Linked DNA regions of Zea mays: region 1 is linked to region 2. Evidence: chromatin contacts called from public Hi-C data. All regions are on one chromosome and are shown on one strand. The core of a region is the stretch at or near the end of the contact, and the rest is flanking DNA. Distances in the headings are between cores, read along the strand shown.

Evidence for each region. A called contact is a pair of places that touch in the nucleus more often than the background predicts.
Region 1: a Hi-C map of leaf shows a contact between it and region 2, with 7 times the contacts expected there. The contact joins the promoter of LOC103653888 here to the promoter of LOC100381765 in region 2. A contact is called at or near these places in 3 of 25 Hi-C or Micro-C datasets (ear, leaf and tassel).

The regions. Positions count from the first base shown.
Region 1 is chr4:159,221,090-159,224,665 of Zm-B73-REFERENCE-NAM-5.0, forward strand. It overlaps LOC103653888, which reads right to left and starts at 1,920. Exons shown (of 1, transcript XM_008680700.4): 1 at 757-1,920. The coding sequence starts at 1,772. The coding sequence ends at 1,347.
Region 2 is chr4:159,017,572-159,021,100 of Zm-B73-REFERENCE-NAM-5.0, forward strand. It overlaps LOC100381765 (putative MAPKKK family protein kinase), which reads right to left and starts at 1,774. Exons shown (of 13, transcript NM_001321347.1): 1 at 1,284-1,774; 2 at 1-349. The coding sequence starts at 105.

The DNA of each region.
Region 1 (3,576 bases), core at 670-3,169, 200 kb after region 2:
TCTAGTGAGGCGGTTCAGGATGGGATGTGTTTGCCAAACTTGAATTCACAGGTCTGCCAGTCTGTAGCCCGCTGGTTAGGCTCGTTACAGAGTCATTTCACATGCTGAATCATACATTATACAGACATTTCACAAGAATCAGTCCATTTTCACAGAAGAAGAAAAAAACATAGCAAATTCACAAGACTAGTCGAGGCCGTGTAGGCGTGAAGCATACCGAATTAGCACATGCAATGATGCGGAGTAGGAATAGGAGAATATACATGATTCTGACAGAAAGACATTTCCAGCGAACCCATTTTTTATATACGCTTTAAACCCAGAGGCTACCTAAAAGATCGTAGAAAACTAAGATCATGCGATACTACAACGCCTTTTGTACTACTTGTGAACTCCAAATAAAGTCCATCAGCGCGTAACAGAAAGCGACGATGGCAGGCGCTAGCTAGCTAGCTAGTGCGCTAGTAGGTTTATGTATCTGCTCTCCTTATTTTTTTGATTCGAAATCCCTATACAGCGCAGTACGTACAGAATCCACGGCAGCCACAGCATGGCGGCAAAGCTATAGCTATGGATTACAGCAGTCCAAAAAGCCGAGCGAAAAGCCCAAACTACAAGCGGCCATCGGTTTTTATTTTCTTTAATACGACAGCCATCTGGCCATGTGCGGCGGAATCTTGGCACCGGCGCTGCTTTTACCACTGGATACTTTTGTTTCCGTTCCAGCCCAACCAAAAGGCCGCGAGAGACAAGAGATGATAAAAAGTTTAAAAACTATTGCTCGACAGTGAATTGTACATGCACATGTCGAGTTCACCGTTTCCACTCACGGGCTCACAGCGTCACGTACGCACAGAACACCGGCAAGGAAAAGGAATTCACTGCCGGACCAAGGTAGAAAACAGAAGAAAAAAAAAATCCTGGCACCGGCAGGCGGCAGCTAATATGAACCAGCTCCTCCACACATAACCCATCACCCATCGTTCCATCATCTACAGCTTGGATGCCGGTACTCCAGAATTATATTGAGACCATGCGGTTCATCAATCACCATCAGCACTTTGTATCGTGATCCAAGGTCCAGTCCAGAACACATGTATTAGTTTCCTCCCCTTTTGGTCCATAATAGTACCCCCCAAAAAAAAGTCACAGGGCAAGCAAAATGCAGAAACTCGCGGAGAGGACTATGTCAAGCAGGCATTGGAATGGAACCCATGATAACGAGGGTCCAGAGCAAAAACAGCGCTGTACACACACACGCATCTACTACTAGTAGCACTTAGCAGCGAGGCAGTGATCAAAACGTACCCAACCCAACCCATAATTAGTGAAGCAGAGATTACTAGCTAGTAAACCTCCTCGGGGATGCTCTGCAGGCCGGGCTCCCACTCCCCGCCCGCCTGCATCGTCCGGCGCGCCGCCTCGGCCGCCCTCCGCGCGCTGCGCCGCCGCAGCGACTGCAGCCTCTGCTCGGCGCCCGGCCCCGCTCCCGCGCCCGCGCCCGCGCCACGCTGCCGGTGGCGGCGCTCGCTGCTGGCCGCCGCCGCCGCCGCGCCAGCGCCGTCGTCGTCGCCGAGCGCCGCGACCATCTGCTTGAGCTCGCGCCTGCTGACGACGATCCTGACGCGCACCGCGCCGCCCACGTCCTCCCGGGACAGGAGGCGGCCGCCGTGGCGCAGCTGCTCGAGGGCCTCCGCCGCGGCCTTCGACTGCTGGTGCCGGCCGTCGGCGGCGGCGGACGCGTCCCTGGGGAAGAAGCACCTGGACGCCATGGCTAGGTGGTCTCTGGGTGGGCTGGCCGGGCCGCCGAGCGGTGCGCCGGCCTGGCCGTCGCCGACGTCCCTTGCAAGTTAGTAGTAGCAGCACAAAGGCTAAAGCGAAGGCAAAGTGAATGCGTGGGCTGCCGGTCGAGTAATGTGACGCGCCCCGTACCAACATGCTTATATACACGCCTCTTGGGGGCATGTTTGGTTCAGTTTTTTCTGACCAGCTTTTTTGAAAATCTGGCTGTGGGGAGAATCTGACTTTGGGGAAAATCTGAGTATCATTACGATTACGTGTGGAGGAAGATAAAGTTGTTCATAGAGCTCAGGATCTAGAAAGTGACGGATTACTACTATTACAACGACTCAACCAATTATGTCTTTATGTTGATTTTGGATGGTTTTTCTCCAATAAATTTTATAGAAGCTGGCTGAAAATCTGAGCGTTTGGCAGTCCGCAGCAGCTTTTAGTGGCCAGAAGCTGCTAGAAGCCGAAACAAACAGGGCCTTGGTGAGCGCAGCCACAACTGTCTCAGAACGCTCAGCCGTGTCTACGAGTCTGACAGGTGGGGGATCTCTGTCCGATTAAGATTTTCGCTTGGAGCGCTTCTGCGCTTGGCAAAGTTAGTACTAATGAAAAAACTGAGGTGGTAGTACCTTTTTAAAACTACCAGTGATTAAGACTCTAGTACAGTACAAAACAAACATGGGACAGGGACTAACATATTGAGACGGGAGCTGAATAAAAGAGACGGAGGGACCTAGCCTCACATGGCTGTCCCTCTCCTCGCGGACTGGGACGACGGAGGAAACATTATTGCAAGTAACGTGTTGGCGCACAAGCCCCATTCGGTTAAGATGGCGTATTTGACATCATAGACATCGGTAATCGTTAGCTAGTTGCTACCGCTTGCCATTCCCACCCATGTCCCGCATCGTATGTATCGGTATTTGCCGCCGGCCGCATTTCTCTGCCTAGCTAGATATACTAATAAGAGGGTGTTTGGGAGTGAAGTTTTTTCACAGTTTTGGAAGAATACTGCAGTATTCTCAAATACTACGGTATTATATACAAAATGGTGTTTGGCAAGCTAGCTAAAATCTCTGTTTTCAAAAATGAATGTATTGCAAATACTATAGTTGTTTTAAGGTATTCTAAACTTAGGTCTGGACCTCAGTTTCTAAAATTGTGGTATTGTAAACTGCGGTATTGTCATGACTAAAGTATACTGTAGCATTTCAAAAACTGTGGTTTCTAAAAACTTTGTTCCCAAACAGGACTTAACTTTATTTTCATGTGATCGATAGATCATCCCATGCATGTTTAGACGCATCCAGATGACGGGCAAACGCAATGATCACCAAGTCGATCGGTTGCGCTGATTGAACTAGCCGAACCGCACGCACGGTCGCGTGGCACCGAGAGCGAGAACTGGTCCCAGATCTTTATACACTTGCAATCCAAACGACGAAAGAGACGTCAGGCCGGCTTGCACATAACCGCCGCGCCAGCTAAACCACCACCAGTTCGAAAGAAAAATCCCACAGAACCAAAGTCTTGTCATTTCCGGCACGCAAAACGAATTCTCTCCCTCTCCTCGATCTGCTTATGATTACCGTAACGAAAACTTTTGTCAACGGGCGTACGCGGCAGTCTTTGGCTTCTGCAGGGCGTCGACCAAATCTGGTTCTGTGGCACTGTACGGTGCTGGTGCATGCCCGCGCCGCGTTTGGAGGAAGAGAGGTAACATGCAGCGGAGACTGACGAGCCGTTTTTCGTTCCTTTGGGTGCAATGCAAACCATCGCGCAGCG
Region 2 (3,529 bases), core at 524-3,023:
CTTTTGTTCATTTGAACTTATGAGACGCTGAAATGTGTCAATGAGGTTTTCTTTGGCAGTCTTCTTCACTTCTTTGGATGAAGATTTTCCCCACCATGGTGGCATACTGAACACAGATACGGAGATGATTTATCTATGCACTCATAGCAAGATCATGCAGACTGAGCCTATGACAATTTAGAGATGGTGAACATGAGGAGCACTTCAACAAAAACCCTCCAGTACTGTAGTATTTTGGTGAACTGACAATGAACCCTCCACAGAGTGCAACACTGAAATGTGAATTTTTCCTGTTCTTGCTTCCTTGTGTGATAAAAATTCCAACTTAGTGTCGTCTCCACCCCAAAGCCTGAAACCATATGCAAACACCAGGTGATATCAATAACAATAATGGAGCACTAAAACAAAATATCATAATAATTTCTTAAGCTGACTGCAAGTGGATGTTCAGTTCCAGATTTTCAATAAATTGTGTAATCATTACGAGTAGCGTACTCTAAAAAACACACAATTGGAAACAATTTACTCGAAGTATAATAGGCATCATTTCAAAGGTTTGCTAGGATCATATAGAAATCAAAAGAAACAGACCCCAAAATAGCGTTAGTTCGATCTTGTAACATCATTTTTCATGAGAACTCTTACATGCAAAAGGGTAAAGTAACGGGGGAAAATAATCACAATGTTGACCAAAAGTTTGTCCGCAATACTAACAGCCACATGGACATAGTATCTAATCAAAACCATGTATGCAAAAACACTGGGCTTATGATATGCAGCTTTCTTTCAGAGCTCTCACGTAATAACCATTTTGAATGGGTATGATATGTGCTGGCGGCATAAGATATATGCACATTCGAATATGCAATGCACCATTTCAATCGGGGTGGCATAAACTACCAGGCTAACTGCTCTAAAGTATCCAACGCTAAGAAATCCGATATAACTCAGCTAACTTGTATACAAGTTGGAATTTATGCAGGAAAGGACAAGATGCAGTCATTGCCTCGAGATTTTTGCGAAATCAAATACACCCGCACCTTTGGTATCAAATCCTGTGGCGCCAACTGGCACTGATTATGCCCGGAAGAATAACAGCATAATGGAACTATATGGACGGACTAGAATAGCACAGTAGATTGTAAGCAAATCCACAGGTAGCTGAGTGTAGATAAAGCAAGATTCCGAATTGAATACTCGCAGTAGTCGCATTAATATTCCCCGCACAACAATAAAAACTCCGAGCACAATCTATCTACTCCGAGCAAGTTAGGAGTGCGTACCAACAAGACGACGAAAGCAATCGAAGCCCGGGTGGATCTCCGCTCCACCCCAGGTCCGGAACCACTAGAGCAGGGCGGCGGCAGAGAAGAGAAGGTGGAGGTGGGCGCCACCTGCGAAACAACGAAGAAGTCTGTGGAAGCAGACCTGTCCTGCTGCACCTGGCCGCCTGCAAGCGCCGAGGTCGCCGGCGACGAGGCGCAGCAAATCGGCACGAAGAAAAAGCACACCCGCGACGACGAGCTTCGAGGCGAAATCGGGCGGGCAGGAGAGGCCCGCGAGCGTAGGCGGGAGGAATCTGGAGGGGTGAGGGGTCGGAGAGGGACGCGCAAGGGGGGTAATGCAGGATGCGGGGGGCGGGGGAAAGGGGGGGAGGAAAGGAGACGACGACGGGAGCGGGGGAGGAGGAAGAGGGGCAGTTTTTGTTCGCCCTGTCTGCTGCGTGCTCCGCGATGCTCTTGTGCCGTTGTGCGAAGGGCCAAGGGAGTGTGCGTGCTTTGCGCCGCGCCTGTGCTGTGACGTGCTGTGCTGTGACGGGACGGCAGTGAGGAGGGAGGGGATGGTTGCTGGTGGTGGCGAGAATCTCGTGCGGTTCGGGATCACTGTGGCCAGTCGTGCCGTGGTGGGGCTGGGGTCCGTGGCAGCTGCTCCTTCCTCGTGACAAACGCTGGGCCTGGGCCTTAACTACAGTGTTGCATTGCATGTGCTGCTATGGTTAATTTGGAAATGGGGTATGATTAGGATGTTCGCAGCGATCACTCCTTTGTTTTATTGAATTACGGCAAATCTGTAAATGTTACTAGACATCATGAATTCCAAAAAATTGTAAGATTAAAACACATTTTCATTTGAGACTTGAATATGATGAACAACAAAAGACACGGTTTAGAAAATCATTGATCTAATTTTAGAAGAAAATGATAATATGTGAGAGGAGTATATTTGTATATATGTGTATGATGAAGATGTAAACAAAAGATGTCCATAATATCAACAATACTCGTACCAACAAGGTTTACATTCTTTTTCGGAGGTCTATGTCGAAAGAACATCTAGGTTAAACATTTTTGACCTAGAGAAAAGACTCGTGTCTCGTAAGGATAGTCTATGATCATAGAGGGGTGTCAGTATTAACTACCAGCGTCTAGAGGTAGCTTGGATGTTACACGTTCGGACATATGGTGTGTGTGGGCCGCGAGATGTCACATGGAATGATATATAATGACACTAGATACAAATATGTGGCCAGTAAGGGAAAATTCTGACTTGGTGTTAACCAAAAAGGGTGTCGATCTTCTAAGGGGGTGGATTATGATATCCTAGCCCAAAGCTTAATAGGGTTGATAAAATACTAATGCCAACAAGGTGTATCTTTTTTTAGAAGTCTATCTACCTTTGAGTTAAGCGTGCTTAGTCTAGAGAAATTTTGGGATGAGTGATAGACCGAAAAGTTTTCTTAGATGGGCATAAACTGCCATGAGTAACTAGCGCTAGGCCAGGTAGACAATCTTGCCATTTTTATGGCTTGTACCATTGTTCCTCCTTATGAAATGGCATCATTGTTCCCCCTTCACCTCTCTATACCAACACAAGTAGACAATCTCGCCATTTCTATGGATTGTACCATTGTTCCTCCTTATGCAGTGGCATCATTGTTCCCCTTCATCTTTCTATCCCAACATCTAATAGAAATCCATGAAAATGGAGATAGATTTGAAACAGGTGTTGCACGGAGAAAGAGGATAGCTCAAATAGGGCCTAGCCAAGGATTACAATCCTACTCATGGGTGAAATACCTCTATTCTAGTGACAATCTAACTTATGAGTATGGATATATGTGGACATCATACTCAACAGATGCTTGTACATGGGAAAAATGTTACCTATGGTACAATGCGGGCATAATTTACTCCACTTGCACCTTACTCATCCCGCTGCCATCCATAGACCTAATACAGATTCTCATGTTAACTGTAAGCATATGTATGATCGTGTAGCATAGTTGCAAGCATAGGTTTGTTGCATCTCAAGGTAGACGACAAAGTGACAGATCTAGCAAGTAGGGCTCTGAGTCCTTTTCTTCCCTCTCCTCTCCCATTACGCACCACATACATTATTGGTGTACATGTAGAGCCTCTCCTAAACCCCTCTACAAAATTGCAGTCATAAAAGTTTGAAGGGACTAGAGGTAAAAGATAAAGGAACTCCTAGCATTTGTTTCTAAATCCGCCACTAACTATACTGTCAC